Regions from separate parts of the Mus musculus genome. Here region 2 is linked to region 1. A link is a contact called in public promoter capture Hi-C data. All regions are on one chromosome and are shown on one strand. The core of a region is the stretch at or near the end of the contact, and the rest is flanking DNA. Distances in the headings are between cores, read along the strand shown.

What was found. Promoter capture Hi-C pulls out the DNA fragments that hold promoters and counts their contacts.
Region 2: a promoter capture Hi-C map of cranial neural crest shows a contact between it and region 1. The contact joins the promoter of Uchl5 here to the promoter of Zbtb41 in region 1. A contact is called at or near these places in 2 of 39 promoter capture datasets (cranial neural crest and pre-B cells).

The regions. Positions count from the first base shown.
Region 1 is chr1:139,418,750-139,423,823 of GRCm38.p6, forward strand. It overlaps Zbtb41 (zinc finger and BTB domain containing 41), which reads left to right and starts at 3,634. Exons shown (of 11, transcript NM_172643.5): 1 at 3,634-3,674; 2 at 4,285-5,074. The coding sequence starts at 4,402.
Region 2 is chr1:143,774,646-143,779,587 of GRCm38.p6, forward strand. Uchl5 (ubiquitin carboxyl-terminal esterase L5) reads left to right here and starts at 2,633. Exons shown (of 11, transcript NM_019562.2): 1 at 2,633-2,831. The coding sequence starts at 2,756. It overlaps Ro60 (Ro60, Y RNA binding protein), which reads right to left and starts at 2,406. Exons shown (of 9, transcript NM_013835.2): 1 at 2,276-2,406. LOC115487685 (a small nucleolar RNA gene) reads left to right here and starts at 4,283; the gene lies at 4,283-4,417.

The DNA of each region.
Region 1 (5,074 bases), core at 2,384-4,883:
TAAAGTATGCCATTGAAAATTTAAGGGTATTATATTAAATATCTAGGCTAATCTGGGTAGTATACCCATTTCATTGTATTAATTATGCCAATTCAAGACCGTGGGCAATCTTTCTATCTTGTAGTTGTCTCCTCGGAATTTTCTTTTCATTGTCTCGAAGTTTTCATTGTTGAGGTCTTTCACCTCTTTGGTTAGGTTTATTTCTAGGTACCTTTTGGAGATAGTGTAATATATTTTACTAATTTTTTTCCTCTGAGAGTTTATTGATAGTATATATAAAGGATAGTGTGTGTGTGTGTGTGTGTGTGTGTGTGTGTGTGCGCGCGCGTTCGCATGCATACTGCATGCTAGCTCTAGGTAGAATATATATATTCATCCTACAACTTTACTTATGTTTAATGGATCTCAAGCTTTCTAGTAGATTCTATAAGGTCTTCTAATATACTATTATTGTCTAACTTATAGTATCAACTCATGTCATCTCCAAATAGGAGTAACTCAGCCTTTCCCTTTTCTATTTTATTACTTTTATATCTCCTTTTATGGTTGCTGTAACTCAGACCTCATGAACTGTACTAAATAAGGGGAAAAGAGTGAGCATCCTTGTCTTATTCATTATTTTAGAGGAAAAAATATGTTTGTCTCCATTTAGTATAATGCTATTTATAGATTTGTTGTCTATAGCACCGATATAATGTATACCAGCTACTCCATAAGGAAATTTCCTTCCCTTCCTGGTAGAGGCTAACAGCAATGGTGATCTAAGGGCTTAACACAAATGTTTGAAAGCACTGTGACATACATATCACATTCATTTAAAACAGTAGCTGTGGTTTTCTCCCTGGGGCCTGTGACCTTCTAAGCCATGAATTTTTGTTTTGGTTTACAGTACAAGTCACGAACCTATGTATTTTAGAGCAGGACTTAAGTTGATTGTACCCACGATAATTGTGCCACTGTTGCATAGGCAAATCCTGCCTGGCATTTCAATACTGTAGCAAATAGTATTGAAATATCATTGAGCAGGACTGTTTGTGACAATTTTCCCTCAGCTGCACCTTTCAGTACTATGAGTGTCATCCAGTGAGGAGGGAACTTGCAGCTAAATTCAGTTTTATTTCTTTGTGTCCGACAACCAGAGTATGTAACGCCATCAGTAGCAGAGTCTTACTATCTAGATCTAGCATGCAGCAACAATAGAAGTAGTCTTTATGGTTTTTAGGGCTAACAATTCATATACTGCCTCTTGCACTGGGGTTTTTACTTGACAATGTTATGGTCATTTTTCAAAAGGTCTCTTCCTTTTTCATTGGTGCAAGATGTTTCATACACTTAAGCCTTTTAAGTCGTAATTTAATAATCCACTTTTAAAACTAATCTGATTATAATGGGGTTGTATGGCAGTTGCAAGTACCATTGTACCTGGTTGTTATCAGCCCTGTTCTTCACTTCAGTGGTTGTGAAAAGACTACATCGATTATCTCTTGGTGCAACATAGAATACTGAATTGGGTTAAGGCTATTTATGAGGACTTCAGTCATTGTTTGTGTTGCATGGCATTTCTTCTAAGAGGACTGTGATAGTATCCAAACAGGTGAGGAATAGTTGTGCTCCTCACTGACAGGCATAGGCCTTGTATCATCTATTTGACAGTTCCATATGGGGCAAGTTGATTTATGTAAGTGTGTAATCTACATCTGTTGTCTTCATTGGGATATTGAGTATCACAATGAAGTCTCTGGGTATTTTACTAGTTATTAAAATACAGCAGTGTAAGAGATTAATACAACTTGTCCTATATGATTTTTGTCTGATGAGTGAGATAGACAAGAAACCATATTATATGGTGTATCAGTTTCTTTTCTGGTATTTAGATAGAATGCTTGACAGATGAAACGTAGTAGAGAGGATTTATTATAGTTCCAAAGAGATTGAGTTCATCTTTGTTGGACCAACATGACTGTGGTGTGTTTGGTAGAATCATTATATCTAAGGTAAACATTTGAATGAAAATTGCTGTTTTTTCACTGGACCTAGGGGAAACACCAGAATGAATAGATGGTTTTTAGAAGTACCTTGACCTTGAAGAAATCATTGTAGAAATGGTGATTTTTTTTTCTATAGAGTCTTTTTTTTTTTTTTTTCCTGAAGGAGCTTTCCATCCTTTGCCCGACTTTGGTCACAAGACTGCCCTGGCAGACCTGGAATGTCTTACATTATTGAGTACTACAAACAGTACACAGTGAAGGCTAAAGTTGCAGTGGTGTGGTGTTCTCCTTCATGAAACATCTAGCTTAGACCACAGGCCTTTGTATGAGGGGCTTGCTTTATCCCCCTCCCCAAACAGCATTTGAACAGCTGTCCGAGGTTCAGCTCATTGAGGCCGTTCCTCTTTGCTGCCTGCAATGCCATATTTCGCCCGGAAGTGACCCCATTTCTTTGATTGTCCCATGTAACTTAGAACACTGACACATGACAACAGCTGGAAAGACTTGGTGGTAGGAGCCAGACGATGGATGATAACACTGCACCCCCCCCCACACACACACAAAATTAATATCTATGGGCTTGTCTTTTCAAACATTTTCTACTTTATAATCTATAGCTCTGAGTATTTTATCATTTTCATTAGCTTTCCTTATACTATTCTGGGTGTACATTCTTCTTCTTTTTTAATTAGGTATTTATTTCATTTACATTTCCAATGCCATCCCAAAAGTCCCCCACACGCTCCCTCAACTTCTCCTCCTCCTGGGTATGCACTTGCTCGTATTTGCTAATGAGAGGGTAACCTTTTCAGATTCAGAGTTATGAAGAGAGTGGAGTTACAGGTAAAAGGGAAGGTGTGTGTATTGATTTCTTTTTGGTCACGGCCTTTGTATCAGTTTTTTTCCTTAGGTTTGTACAAACAAACTCTAGAACCTTCATCGCCAGACGGGCAATATCGGGCCACTGGGCATTCTGTCGGAGATGCAACACGTTAGGCAGGGGCTCTGAGGCTCTAAGTCCCGTAGAGGTTTGGTTGTCCTTTTCTCAGCTTCACATCTTACATGCACATCTTCTGTTCATAGCAAGGTAATAAAAACAAACCCCACAATTTTAGGTGTGCTTACATTTTACGCACATGTAAGTCGGAAAGCCATACAACTACTTCCAGCCAGCACTTTGGGTGTTTGCCACTGTGGACTGGAAACTGGCAGGTTTCCGGAGGAGGTCGCTGTTTGGTGACACACTGGAAACACACCAGTTGTCGTGGCGCCAATTCCCCCTAACCCCTCATCACAGCTATCTTCCCCTCCCGCAGCCAAGTTTTTCTGGTTCAGTTAACGAGGGCCCTTAAGTGGCCACGAAAAGCGGGTATAACGGACCTGGGACCTCGGTAGGGCACCCAGGGCAGGAAAGAAAGCTCACGGAGCATGCGCAGGGCTGGAGGCGCGCGCATGCGCTCGGGCGGATGCCGGGGCTCCCCGGCTTCTCGCGGCGGCTGGGCGGCTGCGCGGGCCTGACGTGCCTGCCTGGCGAGCGGCGGCGGCGGCGGGACTCCGCGAGGGGAAGGAGCGCCGCCGAGGTGGCTGAGGTGGGGGGCCGGACCCGGAAGTGGGTGGGCGCGGGCGCGAGCGCGCGGGGATCGGAGCTGGGCGGCCCCGAGCCGGCGCGGGAGCCCGGGCTTCCCGGTAATGGGCCTGTGGGACGCTTGCCCCGGGCAGCCTGGGAGGGAAGGGTCACGGGCGAGCGCGGGTCCCCGCCAACCCCGGCCTGGGAAGACTCGGCTTCCTGCAGTCGTCGCCCGTGCTGACCCCACTCTGCTCCCCTCCTGGGGCCGCCGTGCCTAGTGGATTTCGGAAGGTCTGTCGCTCAGGAGCCATGCCGCGCTCGCCCGGGGAAAGCATGCTAATGGAGACTTGCGTTTCGTGGCCGCGCTGGCCTTATTGTCAAGGTCCCAGCACCCAAATCGGGACTGCGGTCCCGGCCGGCCAGTCTGCCTTGTTTGCGGTCTCGGCGGGATGGTGCTCTCTGGGTTGTGTTCTCTCCACCTTATTCGTGAATCAGGCCTGGAAGGTGTGCTGTGCCTTCACTTCACACTATTCTTTTGTTGGATTGTCTTTCCCAGCCCAGCTCTCCTGGTTCCCTGCCCTAAAAAAAAAGAAAATCTTAGCTGGGAGTGAATGCACTGTCGACTTTGTAATCTAGTTACAATGTAGGAAAGACTAGTTGACAACACCTTTGGGTTATTTAAGATGGCTATGCGGTGGAGCTCTTACCTGATTCTCACTCTTTTTGCAGACCATGAAACGGTGGGGCACGCCCCTTCAGAAGCTGTTGTTCAAGACAATCTAGTTTTGTTTCATCAATCGCCTAAGTCACGTATGAAGTTTCTTGTTCAAAAATTGCCGCATTGCAATGAAGAAAAGGAGAAAGGTTACTTCAAATCTTGACGAGAAGATCCATCTAGGCTATCATAAAGACTCTTCGGAAGAAAATGCTGCTGTGGAGTGTGGCCAAGTGACCTATACTCAGGCTCCAGAAAGACCAACCCCCGAAGCTGCCCAGCGTTGCCAAGAACTGCCTCCCTCTCCAGATCAGAGAAAGCTTTTGAGTTCTTTGCAGTATAATAAGAATTTGCTGAAGTATTTGAACGATGATAGGCAGAAGCAACCGTCTTTCTGCGATTTACTTATCATAGTGGAAGGGAAAGAGTTTAGTGCGCATAAAGTGGTCGTTGCTGTCGGCAGTAGTTATTTTCATGCGTGTCTGAGCAAAAATCCAAGCACTGATGTTGTCACCCTGGATCACGTAACGCATTCGGTTTTTCAGCATTTGCTTGAGTTCCTCTACACATCGGAGTTTTTTGTGTACAAATACGAAATACCTCTTGTGTTAGAGGCTGCAAAATTTTTGGACATCATCGATGCGGTAAAGCTGCTGAATAATGAGAATGTTGCTGCCTTTCAGGCCGAACTGACTGAAAAGTCGTCACCAGAAGAAACACTAAATGAGCTAACTGGAAGACTGTCGAGTAGTCATCAGTGCAAATTTTGTAGTAGGCATTTCTGCTATAAAAAGTCCTTAGAGA
Region 2 (4,942 bases), core at 1,383-3,882, 4.4 Mb after region 1:
AAGTCTGTGTATACATATAGTTTAAGTGAAATGCATTCACCCTGGCTGACAACGCTTTCCCCAAGATCCAGAGACCACTTTGCAAAAACTCCAACACTACATATAAGATGTTAGTTCCTTTTGGGCTTGTTGGTCAGGGTTGTCTAATAAGAGATTTCCCCCAAATCCTAGGCTATTGTTAGTGCCTGTAGTTGCCTCTCAGAGGAGGAAGGTTAGTAAAGTGCTTATTGCTGAAGACACCATGTATTTTGGACACATGACCAAGAGGTCTCAAACTGCAAAGCCTGAGGACTAGCTTTCATGATCCCAGAAGGCTTCCAAGTGAGGGAAGCAACTAACAATCCTACCCAGCTGTGGTGCCTATGAACTACAGTGTCCAGCATGCCTTCAGACCGACTCATTTGGAAATGGTCTTCTGCAGTTTAAGTCAGGGTCCCAGCTACACCTGAGTAGAAGTCCCTAGAGAGAACCTCTTCTGGCTGCAGAGTAGGCACCTTGGAATTGCACCTTGCCCTGCTGGTGACTAGGTCACCTACAAAACTTCTTTGCATATATAAGTCTCAATAAAAACATTTAAATATAGAAAATCGAATGGCAGTTTACTTCAAGCTATTCATTCTCCTTTTTATTACTAAGGGCTAAAATACAAACTACTTTAAAATTGGCGACATTAGATGACATGGAGATACAATGGTTCCTGATAGTTTCAAAATCTTTTGGAATGTACCAAGCGCTAGGAGTATCTTAGTAATACTAATGAAGTGACTCAAGCTGAGTTTCAAGACAGCTTCCATCAACTAACAGTAGCTTAACTCCTTCTTTCTTCAACTGCCAGTGTCCCCTTTCTCAAAACCCTAAGCTGCAGTCCAGTGGTTTAGAAGGCAGCTGGGCAGTGAGGCAAATCAAAGTCTGGTTTTCTGGTAGTCTAGTCCTATGGAGTCAAGTGCTATAAGCCTAAGTCAAAACCAATCAAGTGAATTCTTCTTTGAGTTGTTCTGACCTCTTTAAACACAACAACAGTCTCCCGAATTTATACCACTTGAAGTTTTCTAACATCTCTATAAATTAAAGCTTTAGAGCCTTTAACTGTTAGAACTATGGCAACATTTGGAGCATTTTACACTTGTTCTTCGACATAAGGCCAAGCAGTGATGTGTTGATCCATATGTTGTCCATTCTCTTAATGCAGAATGTAAACCAGATAGCAAGACACTGATGTAATAACACTTCTGCTTCAAGATCTTCTGGACTACAATCTATATACGTCGTACCATTACTAGTACAAAGATTACCATGTTTTCCTTCAATTTACACAAACATTAAGCCAATATTTCATGTAATTTGGAAAGGCTAACTTTTTTTTTTTCACCCTGAGAAGTCAAGCAAATACGCAGTTTCTTTAAAAATAAAAGCCAAGGCTAATTTTACAGTAATGAAGCTATAATACTTTACAAAGCCAGGATCCCAGGTTCAAATGGATATGCCATACACAAAGGTAATGAAAATATCAACTCCATTAAGGGCGATGCAATGAAAAGTATTGAGGAACTGTGGCAAGATGTCACCATGGTAGGATGCTCTGAGCAAAAATTTTTCCTGTGGAAGCCAAAAGCCTTCCTTGGAACATACTTTTATGAAATGATGAATAAAACCACCTCCGAAGAATGATAAGTATTAATTACAAATAGCTATTTTTTGTTCTATTCATCAAAACCATTTCAAGTGTTTTTAAAATAATGCACTATTAAGGGGGGAGGGGTGGCGGGAGAGGGATGGTGCGCATTTTTCCGTAAGGCACTTCATCCCGATACATGAGTCTCTCATCCCTTGGACGAGAAATCTTTCTCCCTTCCTTGATTATTATTCCTCTAAGATAATTTCCTTTCGGTCTTCCCACAAAGCTCCTTCCCAAACCGGTATCCGAGACAACGCCTCTATGCCAAAGCCGCAGGAAGAGAGAAAAGAGTGAAAAGGGGCCTTGGCACGTTCGCTCGCCAGGAGCTTTGCAAGTGGGAGAGTTGACCTGAGTTCCCCAAGATTCCATCCTCCCGGAGCAACTAGGCCAGGTTCGAAATGTTCAGATGCGAAGTCGGTCCATGCTCTCCTCCGGCGGGTGCCGGAGCACAGAGGCGGCGAAGGCTTTGCCTGGCCTCTGACGCTGGGATGCGGCTGGAAGAGAGTGCGCACCGGCCAGCCCTCAAGTGCCCAGGATCGCTGGGACTGCCCAAAACGCGGTTCCCCGGCCCGCAGCAGGCCTGCAGTGACCCACCTTTACCTGGAAGGTGATGCTCAGGACCCGCGGCGCCTACAGAAAGCCTGCGTCGCACCAGGAATAGGAGGCGGCCCGAAAGGGCGAGGACAGCTCCAGGTTCGGGTCGGAGCGAGCCCCGCCCCGCCCCGTCTCGAGCCCCGCCCCTTCCATCGCCCCGCCCCAGCTCTGGGGTGCCAAGGGTCCCGGATGTGCCTCCCTCCGGCGCTCCGAGGCCCCGCTACTTCTCCGGCCCGGCAGAGGGCGCTACGGATCCTGAGAGGCAGGAGAGGCGTTTCGACGTCTCCCGGGTGGCTAGAGCGTCCTTCTGTGCTCCGGCGCGCGGCAGGTGACGGCGCCCGGAGGCTGTCGGGAAGTAGGCGGGGTGACGTGGGGTTGACGCTCGGCGGCGGGTTTTGCTGAGGTCTGCGGCCGGTGGCAGCTTGTGCTGCGGGGCTCCGGAGAGCGCGAGGTGGAAGCGGGGCGGTGTGTGTGTGGTCGGGGACCATGTCGAGCAATGCCGGGGAGTGGTGTCTCATGGAAAGCGACCCCGGGGTCTTCACCGAGCTCATTAAAGGATTCGGTGAGCACCAGGGGGACCGTCCTGGGCCGGGGGTTCCGGGAGGAGGCCCGCGTTGGGCCAGGCGGTCACCTGCCGCCACCGACGCCCGGCGTCGGAGAAGTGACTTCAGGGACTGGAGTCGGCGTGTGTGGAAAGTAGGGCTTCTGCCGCGTCCTCGGCCCGGGGCGGCCGCGTCTCCGCAGTGATCTTGGGAGCCACACCACGAGGGGAAGGAGTCCCTCTGCCTGTGCACTGCTGTGTTCTCCGGACTTGGGACTCGGACACTTGAATTGCCTCGAGCGTCCTCCTTCCCTGTCTCCCTCCCTCATCATCTCCTCCGCGCTTCTCTTGTCCTTTCCACTGTCCCTTCCCTGCGGAGCCTCCCTGTCTCCAGTGTGGTCAGGTGCATCGCTCAGGCTGTCGGTCCTGCGGAGCAGCCGGTCTAGGGCGTGTGTTTCCCCGGGTGGTGTCTGAGGCTCCAGCCGCCCAGAAACTCGAGATTCTAGTTTCCCAAAAGCAGAACTTTCACCTTTCGTATGTGGGCACCTCTTCCGGACCTCCACAGATAACCGTCTACGCGGGTCTGCACTCTACTTCCCGCAATTCTTTTACTCCCTCCTTTTTTGACTTCCTGTGAAGTTGAGTTTTCTCGAGGTAGTGCTTTTGCTCAGAGGCCACATGCTTAGCTCTGAATTTCTCTCTGACTTTATTTCCTTCCGTACTACTCAACCAATAGGACAGTTTATCCTTCCTCGTGTTCCCAACGTTTTGGGGGAGTTTTTTTTTCCCTCCATTTTCATTTTGATTTTTTCTAAGATATTGTTTTTAACTGTTTTGTTAAAATGTGTACCCAAAATATAGCAAACCTTAATGTAGATTTTGTGTACTGTACATGGCTGAATATTTCGAGCATTGCGTAACATATGTTCAACTGTACTTCGGGCATACAGTTACGGAGTTGGAAATTTTAATGTGAATAATCGGAATGCTGGTCTGAAGAACTGAGAGTCAATCTAGAATAACATGTTGGTTTACGTTTAAGAGTATACAGAAATTGTTTTAACTGTGTAGATCACAGAGGAGCTGGGCAAAAGGAAGCATGATCTAGTGTGGTTACCTAAAGGTAGCTTATGGAGCAGCCAGCAAAGTAACTAAAATATGGTGTAATGAATAGGCAGGCAGTGTAGAGATCTTAGGTAAAAAGGTAAAGCCACGCCAAATCAGATACCATATTGTATAGATTAGATTGCCTGGAAGTCACTGGGGACTTACTCTGAAAAAGATGTGGAGATCAAACATAATTAAAATTAGTTTGTGATTAACATGATTGTGCTTACAGTATTTAGAGTTAAGATAGAATGAATGAGATGACTCTTTTTGAAAATGGTAAGTTTGTGGGTGATTGGCTTGACATTAAGCCCTGGGGTACAGAGAAAGTAGAGTCAGCAGTTAGGTAGTATTTCAATCTCAGGTTGCATGTGGAAATACCTTCTCCTCATTCTATTTGGAGCAGGAATGCATCCAGAACATGCTACACTAAAAGAGGAGTTCTCAGGGCTGCCAACCTTACAGTAGAGGTTGAGTAGTAGTATATTTCTCCTACAGAAAGAGAAAAGAAAATTAGCAGGAGTTGACTGACTGTAGGAAAGAAGAGTCAAACGTGCTTCTGGCTTGGGTGGATAAATAAAGTATCATTTGAAGAATAGACTTGATAGGAAAGAAAATTAGATCAGTTTTGGACATTACAGAATTTGAAATGTTTACAGGTTAAGTGATAATTTTTCCTCTCAAAATCTTTAACTGTCATTTAAAAAGTTGACGTTCAGAGATAGTGGCCCAAGTTTATTTTGAAACTAATGCAGTCTAGGGCTGGTGGTATAGCCAGCCTGGTTACCGAAGCCTGATGACTCCTGGACCATGGAAGAAGGAGCTGACCCCTTCTGAAAGCCACCCACTCGTTTGTGGCACATGTACCTTAGTATTCTCCACTCACATACACAATAAAAGAAAGAAATTAGTGGAGTCCGTAAACTAGCTGCTGTTTTCAGTTTCACATGTACAGAAAACTTGGAATTTGAAAATAATTTAAAGTTAGACATTTTAGTAATATAAGTGCATCTGCACATACTGAG